Linked DNA regions of Anas platyrhynchos: all the other regions are linked to region 1. Evidence: chromatin contacts called from public Hi-C data. All regions are on one chromosome and are shown on one strand. Each heading gives the region's core, a stretch centred on a gene start, on an enhancer-like site or on the middle of the called end of the contact. The rest is flanking DNA. Distances are from core to core; before and after follow the strand shown. Region 1 overlaps COG6 (component of oligomeric golgi complex 6). Region 2 overlaps MRPS31 (mitochondrial ribosomal protein S31). Region 3 overlaps FOXO1 (forkhead box O1). Region 4 holds the start of MRPS31 (mitochondrial ribosomal protein S31).

Region 1 (3,394 bases), core at 181-2,680:
GAACCATTTATTATTAAGCAATATATAAATACCAGAAAATAGTCGTTATATTAGTGACTCAAATTCTCAGCAGTTCAGTCCAGGGCTGCGGATGAAAATTTTCCTGCTACTGCTGTTTCTAACCAATATGAACTACTGTGAATGCCACAATCTATAAAAAACAGAGGTTCTGGCTTGTCTCTTGGTTCACTGATCTTGGTGGCACCTGACAGGTTGGAAGATGATTGGTGCACCTTGAACAGCCAGATACAGAATAAGGCAAGCATCTTCGCAACAGGAAAATGCAAGTGCACAGTCAGAAAAAATCGTATCCAAACATAGCTGTTTGAGGAAGAAAAATTGAATTTCAAGAGAGAATTTAATTCTATCACTTTCTCAAAGGGATACTTTGTCATCTTAGGCATATATATCTATATATACATATATAGATATAAATAAAACATCTATCAACACAATAAAATGTATTTATCAATTTCTAAAAATTGATGCCATATTCCAAAGCAGACTCCATATGAATTGATGGGAGTGAACAGATAAATGGCATCTGCTAAGGCCAAGAATACCCTTTTTAATATAGTAATCTTCATGCTTAAAATAAATAATAGTAATAAAAATTATATCCTTAACATACTTTGTAGTTTGTATACCTGATTGTATGGTGGTAGAACTTGAGAAGATTGGAAATCTTGTACAGTAAAACTGCTCCTGGCTCAGCAACAATCACCTGCTCAATTCTAACCTGCAGAAAAAGCAAACATCCTTCAGGTCAAACACCCTAAAAGCCAACCTCTATGATTTTATATACAATACAATGCTGACTTCTGAGAAATAAATTTGAACAGAAATAAATTTAATAAGAGACGATGCCCAGTTAACTCTAGCTTTCTGCTTGAACCAAAGTATTTCTTGGGTGCAAAGCCTCTGGGTAGAAAACAAGCAGGTATATTCTTAAAAACTAAACTAAAGTAATCCCACTGCTGCGAATATTTCTCTATAGGATTTTGTTGCAACTTGTTATTGAAAATTTCAAAATAATGAGATCACTTTATGGATTAACACCAGTACATACTGGAATTCTCCCCAGCACTGAACAGAGCAAGAACAGCTGCAGAATCCCTAATCTGATCATTAGCATCATGCAGCAATTCCGAACATCCGAAGTATGAGGTATTTTACCCAAAAGACAAAACTTCACCTGGATTAATCTCTCCTTTATTAAAGGAAATATCATGTACCTGCTACCAGTATGTAATTATTTATTACTAACAGCTATGTTGCCTGTTTATCTCAACCAGGAGATATTGGTTAGGCAGACCAAAACAGTGCTGACTTTCTTTACACTTGGACAGTCGATGTCTTGTCTTGTCTCCATGGTACACACAGTCTCAATTCACTCATAAAAGGCTGCGCCAAGGTCAAGCTCTGGGCACTCATGAAGCAGTGATAGTCAGTGACTTATCACTGCCCTATTCTCCCACGTGCCTGTGTGTGAAAGGGCTACACACAAATCACCCGCCGCCACCCGCCCTCCCAAGTTATTTGTCTGCTGTTCAAAGGAGCGCAATGTGCAGCAGTGCCTTCTTGTCACCGCCAGCTGCACAGAGAAGGAACTAAGATTATGCTCCCTTGGCATCTAGGTCAGAGACCAAAAATGCAGAATATTTGTTGACTCTAATTTGCAAAGCTCGATGCACGAAGTTAATTTCAACATTCAGGTGTACTTTGTTCTTCAAAGCATGCATATGTACAGACGTACATATACAAATACCCATTTCCATTGTGTGAAAGGACATTTGGGCAGGGGCATAGTACTGAGTACAGTCTCTTGGCCTGAGTATAGCCTAAAGATTTTAAAGAATACCACAGAAGTAAAAAAAGGTCCAGAGAAGGGTAACAAGATGATCAAAGATTTTGAAAATTGTTTCTGTACTGTTCTGGTGACAGTAAACTAAGGCGAAGCTGTGGAAGGATATGCCAGTCATACAGCAAATCAGGTGGGCACAAAGATGATAACTAGGAAATGATTTTTCACAGTCTCTTTCAATACAAGAGCTGGAGTTATTAAACATAACAAACCCAAAAGGAGCTGGCTTTTCAAACAGTACAGTTGAACTGTGCACTTCCCTCCTGCTGGACATGTTGTGAACATCATTTCATACCAACTTGACATATTCAAGGAAGAAAAATATATTGTGGTGTATCAAATACAAAGGAGTAGCTATGGCTCAGTAAGTCCTCAATAAGTCCACAAACAGGCGAAGAAACTATTCCACAGAAGTATCTTGACGCACTTGCACAAACTGTACACTCTTCCCCTAAGCATATAAAATAGACAGTAGAAAAACCAGGGTACTAAGCTAAAATGATTTTTCATATGACCCACTACAGTCATTCCTATACCCTTATCCTAAAGCTAAATTTTTGCACCTAAGCATCATTAAACTTTAAGAAAAGTAAAAGAAAATCAAGATACAGATTTACTATCCTAGTATCTCTCACTATACAACTATTTATTATCATACCATGAAATACCTATCTGTGAGCTACTGGACCTTTAATTTTGAAGGGTTTTATGATTTTTAAAGCTAATAACCTAACACAACCAAGGAAAATGAAAATACATTGTAGAGATAGGGCATGGGACCTGGAAAAACCCTACAGAACATTTTTTATAATTATTTTTAGAGTTCTAAGAAAAGCAATACATCTCACCTTTAGAGGTCTGCAGACACCTTCTGTGATGTGCCCAACTACTTCTTGAATATTTTCTTCCACACCTATAGTTAAAGCAAGCACATGCTAAGAATATGCAAATCTAATTCTCTTTTCGTCTATTATAAAACAAATAAACACATGTAAGAGCTATTCTTCCATAAAAAAGCATTATGAATTACATGTCCTTTTCTCCACAGGACTAGTTTACACCTCCACTGAACTTCACATCTAGCCATCAAGAAATGGTTGCATGACAAACCACAGTCCTGAAGAGTCACTGCTTTATGCTATGTGATTGCTTCCTAGCACAATGCAGTGCTAGGGGATTTGAGGCAGAAGGAAAAAAGGAAAGAGTAAATGATCTAGCCAGAAGCTGTCACAGTAAGGCTCAAGATCAACAGTTCTCAAAACTAAACAGGAAAAAAAAAGGGCACTGGGATGTTCAAGGAGCAACAGTACTTATCATTTTGAAAGGCCCGAGCTATAAGTACATGCATCTATCAGTGTTGGGTAGTGACGTGCTTGTTGTAGTGTTACAAATTAAATCACACATGTACCTGCACACTGCAGTGTACTACTACAGCATTACCAAATGCTTCCTCTCTAGCAGCAGCTGAAACTGATCTTTCAGAGAACAAACTATATACAAAAGAGAATATTGCCCTATCTTATTGTGAAA
Region 2 (3,146 bases), core at 342-2,841, 410 kb before region 1:
TATTTCCATTTATTAAAAAAACCCCAACCACCACCACTAAATAAACAAACAAAAAAAGCCACCTCCCTGAAGTTAAGCCAGCAGAGAAAAGAGAGCACGTTAAGGAAGGACTACAGAAAGCAAGTGTACGCTTCAGGAATGGGGGTTTCATAATTTCAGGGAGAGATTGAGTGGTTTCTTTCTTTATTTTTTTAAAAAAGACATCAAACAGAACTACTTGAGAGTGATTCAGTCACTGAAAGCAAAACAGGTTAGTATCTGAAGCTGGGAGTCTTTGAAAAGCTGTCCTGTGCTGAATTGCAAATTGCATAATGTGCTTCATTGTCTCTTCATATTTATGCTCATCCTATTTTGGCAGTTTCTTCACAGAATTGAATCGCTGCTCCCAGAATCGATCTGTCCCGTCATGTAGAAGTCCAAGTATATTCTAGTCGTGTTTTTGCAAGCTGAAAACCGCTGCAGCCGATGGTTTTTGTGTTGTTGTAATGTGGCTGGAACCCTGCTGTCTGGGGCCCTCAGCGGACCGGGCGGCTTTGGCGGCCACTGGTTTTTCTGTTGGAGCAGCGTGGCCGGAACCGTGCTGTCTGGGCTGGGATGGCACACGGACAAAGAGCCTTCACAGATAGTTAGACAGGAATCTTTATTGAGTTGTCCACAAAGAGCGGTCATGTGGAAAATGCCGGCGGAGCGTTCCGAAATCTATCACCTCTCAGGTTGAAATATCAAGTCAGTGAATTGGGTTCGATCAAGCCGCCAGCTTTGTCCTGGCGCAGGCTGGTACTCAGACCAGCTACGTCCAAGTACAGTTGAAAACTTGAGAACCTCCTTCCAATTATTTCCACACACCGGAAAGAGTCAGTGGCTCTGCAGAAGAAAGATGCCCCTTCCCACCGTTAGCTCTGCAGTTTGATTGCAGTGAGCTCCCTCGATAGGAGGACGTTACCTCAGCTTGTTCTCTATCAAGAAATGTGTGATTATTTTTTTTCTTTTATGCAGAAGCAAGGGGCTCTAAAAACATCTCTGTAATTAAATTTTCTGTTGAGAAAGCTTGTGTGTTCAACTTCCAGCATTATGAAAGCCTTTAAAGTTTTAAATGAAATATGAAAAATAAGGAAGACAGCTTATAACTGCTTTTCTTGGCTTCAGAGCATCTCCAGTGTTCTCGTCTGAGCGCTTTACCAAGACACTGTGCTGAGCTTTGAGGCATCAGGGCAGGGTCATGATGTTTAAAACTTGTCCGGCCCTAATAGGAACATCTGAAGACGTGGCTAGACTTACTGGCTTGCTGCAGCAGCCAGTAAGTCTTCCCCCTTGCCCTGTTGTCAGCTCCTGCCTGCGTTTCTTTCCCTTTTCTGATACAGTTGAAGTCACTGTTAGGCAGCAAACTATCCTTTTTTTCTTTTTTTTTTTCTTTTCTCCTGCCTCTGATTAATTTTTACCAGATTAGCAAACCACTAGCATGGCTTGCGTAACATCATTCTCGCTCCTCCTTCTGTCTGGTTGCCTCTTCTGCTTCTAGCAGGGTTAGCTCCACTCCGTCATTTGCCGTGGCAAGAAGTTGGGGAAGAAGTTGATTTCTGACCTTTTAAAATGATGCCTGTGTATTCATGCCTCGATGACTCAAATCCTGAGGAGTGCAGTGGTTAGAAGGGCCAGTACGTGTTATTGGTGCAGCTTTGCTTTAGCAACCCATCCGGAGGAACAAATGCTTCTGGTATGTCAGAGATAGTTATGGCATAAGCAATAGGTATAGTGGAAGTCTTAGAAAATTACTGCCTTGGTTGCCTCTGATGGCTTTTGTAGGCAAAAAATTGCCAGGTCCTGCTCCGTCTGTTTTGCTGAGATGCTTTGCCCAGCATTGGGGCAGTTTACCAAGAGAGGTGGCAAATGTTACACAGTCGTTTTAGGGGAAGGGATTGTTTTGCTTATTTTTGGTCTGTTCTAGGGGCCTACTGTCAGGGCATGATTTATCTTGCTCAGAAAATATTTGGTCCTCTATTTACTGAGAATTTGTCATCAAGACACCCTATAAGAGTAGACACCCTATAAAACACCCTGTTTGCATTTGAGATGTTGCCTTTAAGGGAAGGCTGGACATTCCTTTGGAAGGGTTAATGTGTTAGCTAAAGAAATTTTTCTAGACTTTCTCTTTTGTAGTACACATGGAATTGGAAATAGGACGTTGAGAGTGACTTCTTGCTTTGAAATCGATAAAGAAAATCCTCTGCTTTAGGCTCCCACCATGCACGTCCTTTCAAATGAGGTTTCTGAGGACAGCTGAAGAGAGGGTGAGGGCAGTTGGGCAGTTGTGGTCTCTTTTTGTGATGCATACTTTACTTTTCTGAGGACTGAAATATGTGGTCCAAGTGAAGTATTTGGACTTAGCACTTCATCCCCAAACCATGTATCATGTCTTTGACAAATGAGAGATCACAACAGATGATGTAATGTTCCTCCTGACCTGAATTTTTGTGTGAGACTATAAATGATTTAATTTCCTTTAGATTAGAGATGAAAATTGGAGAAACTATTAACTAGACATACTCTCTTCCTCTATGTCCAAATGAAGAGCATCAGAAGAGCCCACACTTACTGGCGGCATTATTCAGATTCTTTCAGCAGTGGGTTCGTTGGTTTATTTCTCTTGGATTTTTGTGACCAACAGAAGCATGAAATCTGGAAAGGATGGTAGCTTGTGAACGCAACCATCGGCATCTAGGTACGGGGAGATTCCACCTCCCTGGGCTGGGGGAAGGTCAGCGTGGGTGGCATGGTAAAAAGATCATCTCTGTGCTTCTCTAAGTAGACGTAGCTTTTCAAGCATCATAGAAATACAAGTTCTGAAGCTGCTGTGATCTTTTTTATTTCTTTTAACATATCAGAAACAGGAGAGAGCTTGAGGAAGAAAGAAATACACTGTCTCTTTCAAAGACGAAGAGGATGAGTGGCGTGTAGCTGGCACTGGTAGACACTGCACATATTTCTGGGAAAGATGTGCAGGGAAAAATAGATGCGTTTCCCAGCTCCTTCAGGCAGTGCACTACCTAATGGAGGAAAGACAGAATGCAAACTTAATGAATGCGATAACACAGGTTGAGGGTCTTCTCCATCCCAGTATTATTCACCTAAAATTGAAGAAACTTTAA
Region 3 (3,286 bases), core at 71-2,570, 330 kb before region 1:
ATCTGTTTCAGATCTTGTTTGGAGAAATATGATAGTTACATTCAGGTACTGCCCCCAACCTGCATTTGCAGCCATTTCAGTTGATGGCAGTGCAAACTGACTAGCAGCATGTGTAGACCATCCTCTTGAATAAGGCATAGGAAGCAGTGGACTGCTGAAATGTCTTCTGAGTGAAAAATTGGTAGGCAACTGGGGCAGTTGATTTTAATACAAATACTTGACCTGTGTATTGCGGATGCAGTATTCCTCTTACCTTACTGTCTCCCACTTCATTACAACTGCATCTTCCTCCAGAGGTCAAGTCTTTCTGCCTCTGTTGACAGTTACTGATGAATATATTTTCCGAGATGCTCTGGTGTGCTTTATTGCAATAACATGAGTATCTGCAGCTTGGTAGCAGATCTGTGATACAAGATTGTTTTTGTAAAAAATACCAACCGTTGCATCCATTCCTTGCTCTCCCTTTTTTGGTGGCCATCACAGCACTGTAGCTGAACAGGGAGTGAAGGAAGCTCAGTATGGACCTTAATGGGAAATTACAACACATGAGTCTCACAGCTCCCTGGACATTGACAGATCCACAGTCTGATCCTGGAAAAGTCTGCACTGAGCCTGGGCTATTGGTGAGGTTGGCAGTAGGGTTATACAGGAGCTCTTGCTCTGCTTCCCTCTCCTGTGCATACTCCAAGGAATGCAGTGGACAAAAGATGGCCAGTGTGACTCTCTGGGCTCTCTTTAAGTAAAAGCCTACAATGTTGTCAAGTTCAATAAAGCAACTGTGTTTTCAAGTGTTTCTTCTTAGTAAGACACCAAACCAATTAAAAAAAGAAAATATACTTCAATTTAAAGAGGGATATGACTTTTTCAGCAGTTAGTCAGGGTAACCTTAGGTTGCATGTTTTAATATAGGTACCTCATGAGTTTAAATACAGTACTAGACATCAGCATTGCTACTGGCACCCAGGGATTAAATGTCTCAGACTTTTATTGTTTTAAAATATAAAGCAGTTTGAGTTTATTTGTTGTTTAGAAGAACAAGCTGGGTGTTCTTGCTTACAGTGTGGTTCAGCTTCAAGAAATGTTGGAAGAGCAGATGAACGATATAAATGTGTATATTCAAATGAATCATTTTCTTGGCCTCATTAGTTTTATTAGCTGGTATGTGCTCATTACACTACATTTAGCAAATATTGGTTTTGCATATTTTGGCTCTTAATCAGCAAGGAATGATAATCATATCCATAGCTGATAGTCATTCTGCTGAAGAAGTATGACTGAAGTATGAAGTATGTGATGAAGTTTGAAGGCCAAACAGGAGCAGAGGCTTCCAGAGCTTCGTCTCAAACACACAAACTCAGTCCCAGGAAACACCCCACAGGTGGCAGCAGTCCTGCTGGAGTCATAACGTGGGTCTGATAAAATTCCAGCGGGGATGCTTTCGGAATGACCTGGCATGCATTGCCGGTGCACGGAAACCTGGCTGGAGATGCAGCCAATTGCTTTCTGTATCCTTCAGGTGGGATTTGAGAGACTTTGCTTCAAAGTCCTGCCGAAAGCCGCGGTCTGAAGCGTCTTGCAGCGTGCTGAGGCGGCAGGGCTGCGGCTGGCGGTGCCGCTCCTCCGGCTGCCAAGATCCACTGCTGAAACTATACTTTTTTATCAGGTCATGTTTGCGTCTGGCAAAGATTTGTAGACACAACATCATTAACAGCAGTGCATATTTTCACAAGATTTACCTCTTCAACACTTTTTTCCAAGTTAGTAAATCATAGCTTCTTTAATGTCCTGCTGGCTGCGTGAAAAACAGGAATTTATGTAACAAGCTCTGGGCCGCAAACCTTTTCCTGTTAGGAAAATTTTTTTTTTCATTGTTGGCAGTGTTAGGAGACAGCTCTGTTACTCAAAGAGCGACCTCAGATGTCCTCAGTACAATAATACCAGATTATGATATTTTTGATGACTAAGGAATAGCAGTAATTTCTTAAATATTTAACACTTCTTTTGCAGAGGAGAGGGAGCTGAGCACTAGCATGGGATTTTCTCTGCCTGATGTTTTGCATGTTCGATATGCTTATTTTGATAGTAAACAGTAAGCCTGAGCCAACTGGGTATGTTTACAAAATACAATAAAAAAATGAACTGGCGCAGGAGGTTTTTTAATCAACAGACGTGCAGAACAACTTTCTTGCGACATTGCTAAATCTGGAATTGTGTCAGCCTTTAATTCAGCTGTGGCCCTACAGTGAAAACAAAGGGCTGGCGGGGCTGGCTCCCAACCCTCCCTGGCCCTTACAACCACAGCCACGGGCAGGTCCAGAGACGGATTTTGGGGCTTACCCTCCTGACACGGCGCTAACACTGCATTACAAAGACGTCAGGTGGTGGTGGAAGGCGGATGCTTGCCTTGAGCCCTGCAAGTCACTGAGCATTCGCAAGCCTAAAGCTATGCAGAGGCGAGCCCCAGATGATATTTTTACAGGGCCACATGTGGTGAAAATAAAATTTCAAGGCCTTCCCTAATGCCCTGTCGCTAGATAGAAGATGAGTTTTTGATTGCAGGGTTAGCAGTGAAGAGACACGGTCCTGTGGCAATTAGTTAATATCAGAGAGATTGGCTTCCTTTCAAAATTAAATGAGGAAATGCTGAAATCGTCACTGGTGTTGATTTAACTGGGATAATTTGTTAAAGATGGTTCTCTGGATTGAAAGGAGAGGTTGGAAAGGCTTCTGAAGTTAGGCAGATGCTTTGACTCCCTGCTGTGCTGGTTGAACCGCGCTCTGCCACGAGGCTGTTTTCCCCCATCTTCTGCTGTCCAGGAGAGCTTTGTGACCCGTTTGGTGTGAGGCTGTGCTCTTGTCGGGGTATTCTCAGGGTACTGCTGCATATAAGGTGTTACAGTCCTGCTTCTTACAGACTTCTTGCTGCCTTCATATGCTGAAGGTCTCCTCTTTGACCTCAGAGTAAGCTTTCCCGTTGAGCTCTGCAGATGGCCAGGCCTGCTTTGGCCGATTGAGCTTCCACAGTCCACAGTGTGCCATGGCCATGGCAGAGAGTTTGAGCCTCAGCTCTCTGGCTGGAGGCAAGCCCCATTAGATGACTGTTTTCACCTGGTGTGGCTCCTTCTTATGGTTGTTGCTGCTTTCCTTCTGTCAGCTGGATGTATTGAGAATGAGGCAAGATGTGCATATTGGCAGTATCTTTGAGAAAGGAAGACCCATTTCTGGAGATGCTCCTGTCACAGGTGGCATTCTGGGCTTGGGAAATGCAGGAGATAATGAAAAGCTT
Region 4 (3,112 bases), core at 431-2,930, 430 kb before region 1:
CACTGCAATGAGGACATTGCCACCATGTGGCTCCTTGTGTTACCTGCACCGCTTTCTGCTCAGTCAAACGGTACTTTTTGCAAGGGTCTCCTTGTAAAACGCATTGCTTTTCATCCCGCAGGATCCCAACACTCCAAGCCTATCTCCTGGGCCCACCATCTCCCGTCAACCACAGGCAAACCATTTATTCTCTGAAAACTATTTTGCCTTTCCTAATGCTTAGGGAAACGTTCACTGTCCAGGAGGATGAACATCAGCTCTTCTGAAGCACCCTCCTGGAATAGCAGCCAAAGCTACAGAAACGAGACCATCAAAACTCGCCCAGCACCTTGCAGTAGATGTTGCCCAGGCTATTTGGAGAGGTGGGTCAACCCATACAGTGCCACATGGGGATTGCACAAGGAGGAAAAAGTAAGATGACTTCTGCATGTAAGGCCATTCTTTAGTTGTGGACAGATTTTGTCCAGAAAAAGAAGGCAGTCAGGTCCTGAATTTTTAACATATAGAAAGCACCATCCAGCTTTTGTTGGTCGTTTATTTGCTTGTTAAAAGCAATTTGGGATCTCTGGAGGATCTGGAACTGTGATGCAGCCCACACAGAGCACAGAAAAAAGTGTCATTGATACCTTTGCTCTTTTTAGGACTTCAGACTACTCTGTGGGTCCAAGTGACCAGTGGTATAAATTTGATTATCTCCGATTCACAGAAACTACCAATCCTGAGGAACAAAAAAACTTGAAGTCACTTTTTTTTCCCCTTCCCTTTGTGGCATGTGCTTTCTGCATTATACATGCGAGCAGTGTGATTCTCATCTGCCATGCATCTGGTAGGAGAGCACAGGTGTAAAAGCCATTCCAGAGGCATAAAGGATCTTCACTCTTCCCTGGGTACCTGAGAAGAAGAAAGGTACCCTAAGAAGCAAAGGAGCAAACGGGGGTTGGATGCCAAAACAGTGGAACCAAATGTGGAACCTAATACACACCACAAGTGCAGAACTGGATGAAACCAGTGGCTTGGGGTCTTACATCTAATGTTTTCAGCACCACAAACTTTAGAGAAAGGTGAGAGGCACTTTAAATCTCTTAAAACAATTTATGTTCTGAAATACAAGATCATCTGTCCTTCAGAGGGGTTGGTCTTCAGATGTCACCACAGAATGGCTTGGGTTGGAAGGGACCTCAAAGATCATAGGCAGGGATGCCATAGCAGTACTGTTCTGGATGTTATCTTGTTGATTTGTTTATATCTTTATTGATAAAATAAAAAAAAAAAAGAGGAAAAAAGACACTTTTTGAAATTTAAATAATCTGTTGGCAAAAATATTGAGAAACGTATACTTATGGGGGATCTGGCGTTGGTAGGCCATCCTCCCATTGAGGCACAATTGGTGTCGCTATCCCAGAGCCAACTTGATGACTATTCAGTGATGGAAATAATGAGAGTTGGCTCATTAACAGAGCCATAAATGAACGTGAATCTATTTTCCTCCACAAAATCTTTCAAGGCAGGGCCGCAGACAGAAGCCGCTACAAGCACCTGGTCTTGCCGACTCCTTAACACCGCGCCTTCCCTGAGCACGCCGCGCCTCTGCAGCGTGTAAAAGCTTTAAAAACTAAAAACTTCCCAGCAATTCCCAACCTCTCGCTGTGCTGGGGACAAAACGCGACAAAAACTTCACAGGGCAAGGCGGAACCCTCGGCTCGGGGCTGCTGTTCCCGGCCGGCGGCGCTGCGGCGGGACCGGGAGCTCGGGGCCGGGCAGCGGCCGCCATGTGGGGCCGTGGGGCCGGGCGAGCCGCCCGCTGCTCCCTCCTCCTCCTCACCGGGCGGCCTCGCAGGTACCGGGCCGGGCACCGCGACCCCAATGCCCGCAGGGTGCCGGGTTACCTCGGGCAGGCCGCCGCAGCCCCTCGCTGTATCCATAAGGCGGGATCTGGCGGCTTTTGGGGTTGTGGGGGGTTGTGTAGGGGGGATGCCTTGCGCTCTGAGGGCTTTACAGAGCAGTGAGCAGGATTTCTGAGTGTTTTTACACACTGTGCAGCCTGAGGGCATGGAAAGGAGGGTGTTTGGGGAAGGTGTGTGGAGGGCAGCCCCGTCAGGCAGCAGGGATCCTCACCAGCGTGGCCCCAAAACCATGCCTCTGTTAGCCTGCCGCATTGCAACAGTGAGATTTGGGGTTTAACGCTGGGAATTTAGTGATTTATCAAGTGCGGAGTGACTGGAGTAATAAAGAGGTGCCCTCTGATAATACTAGTTATTTATTGTTATTTTTTTGAGAGTTATATGGGAGAGGTGGGGAAAACGTCAAAATTGCTGCAGATCAGCTGAAATATTTTGAACCATTTTTCTTTCTTCGTTAACTTGAAGGCGGTTCCTAAAATGCAGTTTTGAATTGAAAGATTTCAATATTTCATTTTATGTGGCTGAAGAGAGCCGTTCTTTGGATTTTATGGTACTTTTTTTCCTAAATAATCCAATTGCATCCATGTTTCAGCAATATCCTAAGCAGCTCTGTGCTGCCCCAGCTTCCTGTACTCACCTGCACCGTGCTGGTTTTGGCTTCTGTGCAGTGGTGAGATGTGGTCAACTGGGCAGGGGAGCTGCTCCAGAGGGAAAAATAACCAAAAAAGCTGTTTTGCATGTAGCCGGGTGATTTTACGGCAGGATCTGGTTCCTCGTATGGCTGCACAAGTGCCTGGCTGCACGATGTAGGGTTTATTAAGTTTCATGCTTGTAGGACTGTGAGGGATGGATGTGGTCAAAGGTTGGACGTGGTGCGTAGGAACATGGTCTAGTGGGTGACAGTGGTGGTAGGGGAGGGTTGGGCCAGGTGATCTTGGAGGGCTTTTCCAGCCTTAGTGATTCTGTGAAGGATCAATGTGAAAGGACATGGGTGTGAATACGCACTGATGTTGCCAAATTTTTTTTGCTTTTGTTTTTTTTATGCATGGTGGCAGTGATCTCTACTGCATTATTTTAAAAGTTTCAGTGAGTTTTCTATAGTACTAATTAATTTAAGTATTAGGTACCAGTAATGTGTTTTTGTTTTTTTTTTTTGAATAGTTGTGTGATTTGTTATTTTTTTTTTAACCTAGGCTCATGCAAATTTACGT

Evidence for each region. A called contact is a pair of places that touch in the nucleus more often than the background predicts.
Region 2: a contact with region 1 is called in a Hi-C map of skeletal muscle, with 5 times the contacts expected there. The contact joins two enhancer-like sites. A contact is called at or near these places in 4 of 8 Hi-C or Micro-C datasets (F1 follicle, F5 follicle, skeletal muscle and 1 more).
Region 3: a Hi-C map of small yellow follicle shows a contact between it and region 1, with 2.1 times the contacts expected there. The contact joins two enhancer-like sites. A contact is called at or near these places in 2 of 8 Hi-C or Micro-C datasets (small yellow follicle and subcutaneous adipose tissue).
Region 4: a Hi-C map of small yellow follicle shows a contact between it and region 1, with 4 times the contacts expected there. The contact joins the promoter of MRPS31 here to the enhancer-like site in region 1. A contact is called at or near these places in 5 of 8 Hi-C or Micro-C datasets (F1 follicle, liver, skeletal muscle and 2 more).

The regions. Positions count from the first base shown.
Region 1 is chr1:180,270,676-180,274,069 of IASCAAS_PekinDuck_T2T, forward strand. It overlaps COG6 (component of oligomeric golgi complex 6), which reads right to left. Exons shown (of 19, transcript XM_038174145.2): 11 at 2,713-2,777; 12 at 648-739. Among named protein-coding and RNA genes, the nearest start is that of COG6, 28 kb to the right of the region's middle. Within about 2 kb of position 1,431, at least 4 of the 8 cell types and tissues checked have an H3K27ac peak or open chromatin away from gene starts, as enhancers often do. A contact at or near this core is called in F1 follicle and small yellow follicle, where this site is marked.
Region 2 is chr1:179,857,585-179,860,730 of IASCAAS_PekinDuck_T2T, forward strand. All of the region lies in intron 6 of MRPS31 (mitochondrial ribosomal protein S31), which reads left to right. Among named protein-coding and RNA genes, the nearest start is that of MRPS31, 16 kb to the left of the region's middle. Within about 2 kb of position 1,592, at least 2 of the 8 cell types and tissues checked have an H3K27ac peak or open chromatin away from gene starts, as enhancers often do.
Region 3 is chr1:179,941,806-179,945,091 of IASCAAS_PekinDuck_T2T, forward strand. The region is part of intron 1 of FOXO1 (forkhead box O1); the gene reads left to right. Among named protein-coding and RNA genes, the nearest start is that of FOXO1, 56 kb to the left of the region's middle. Within about 2 kb of position 1,321, at least 5 of the 8 cell types and tissues checked have an H3K27ac peak or open chromatin away from gene starts, as enhancers often do. A contact at or near this core is called in small yellow follicle, where this site is marked.
Region 4 is chr1:179,841,115-179,844,226 of IASCAAS_PekinDuck_T2T, forward strand. It overlaps MRPS31 (mitochondrial ribosomal protein S31), which reads left to right and starts at 1,681. Exons shown (of 7, transcript XM_027470920.3): 1 at 1,681-1,837. The coding sequence starts at 1,770.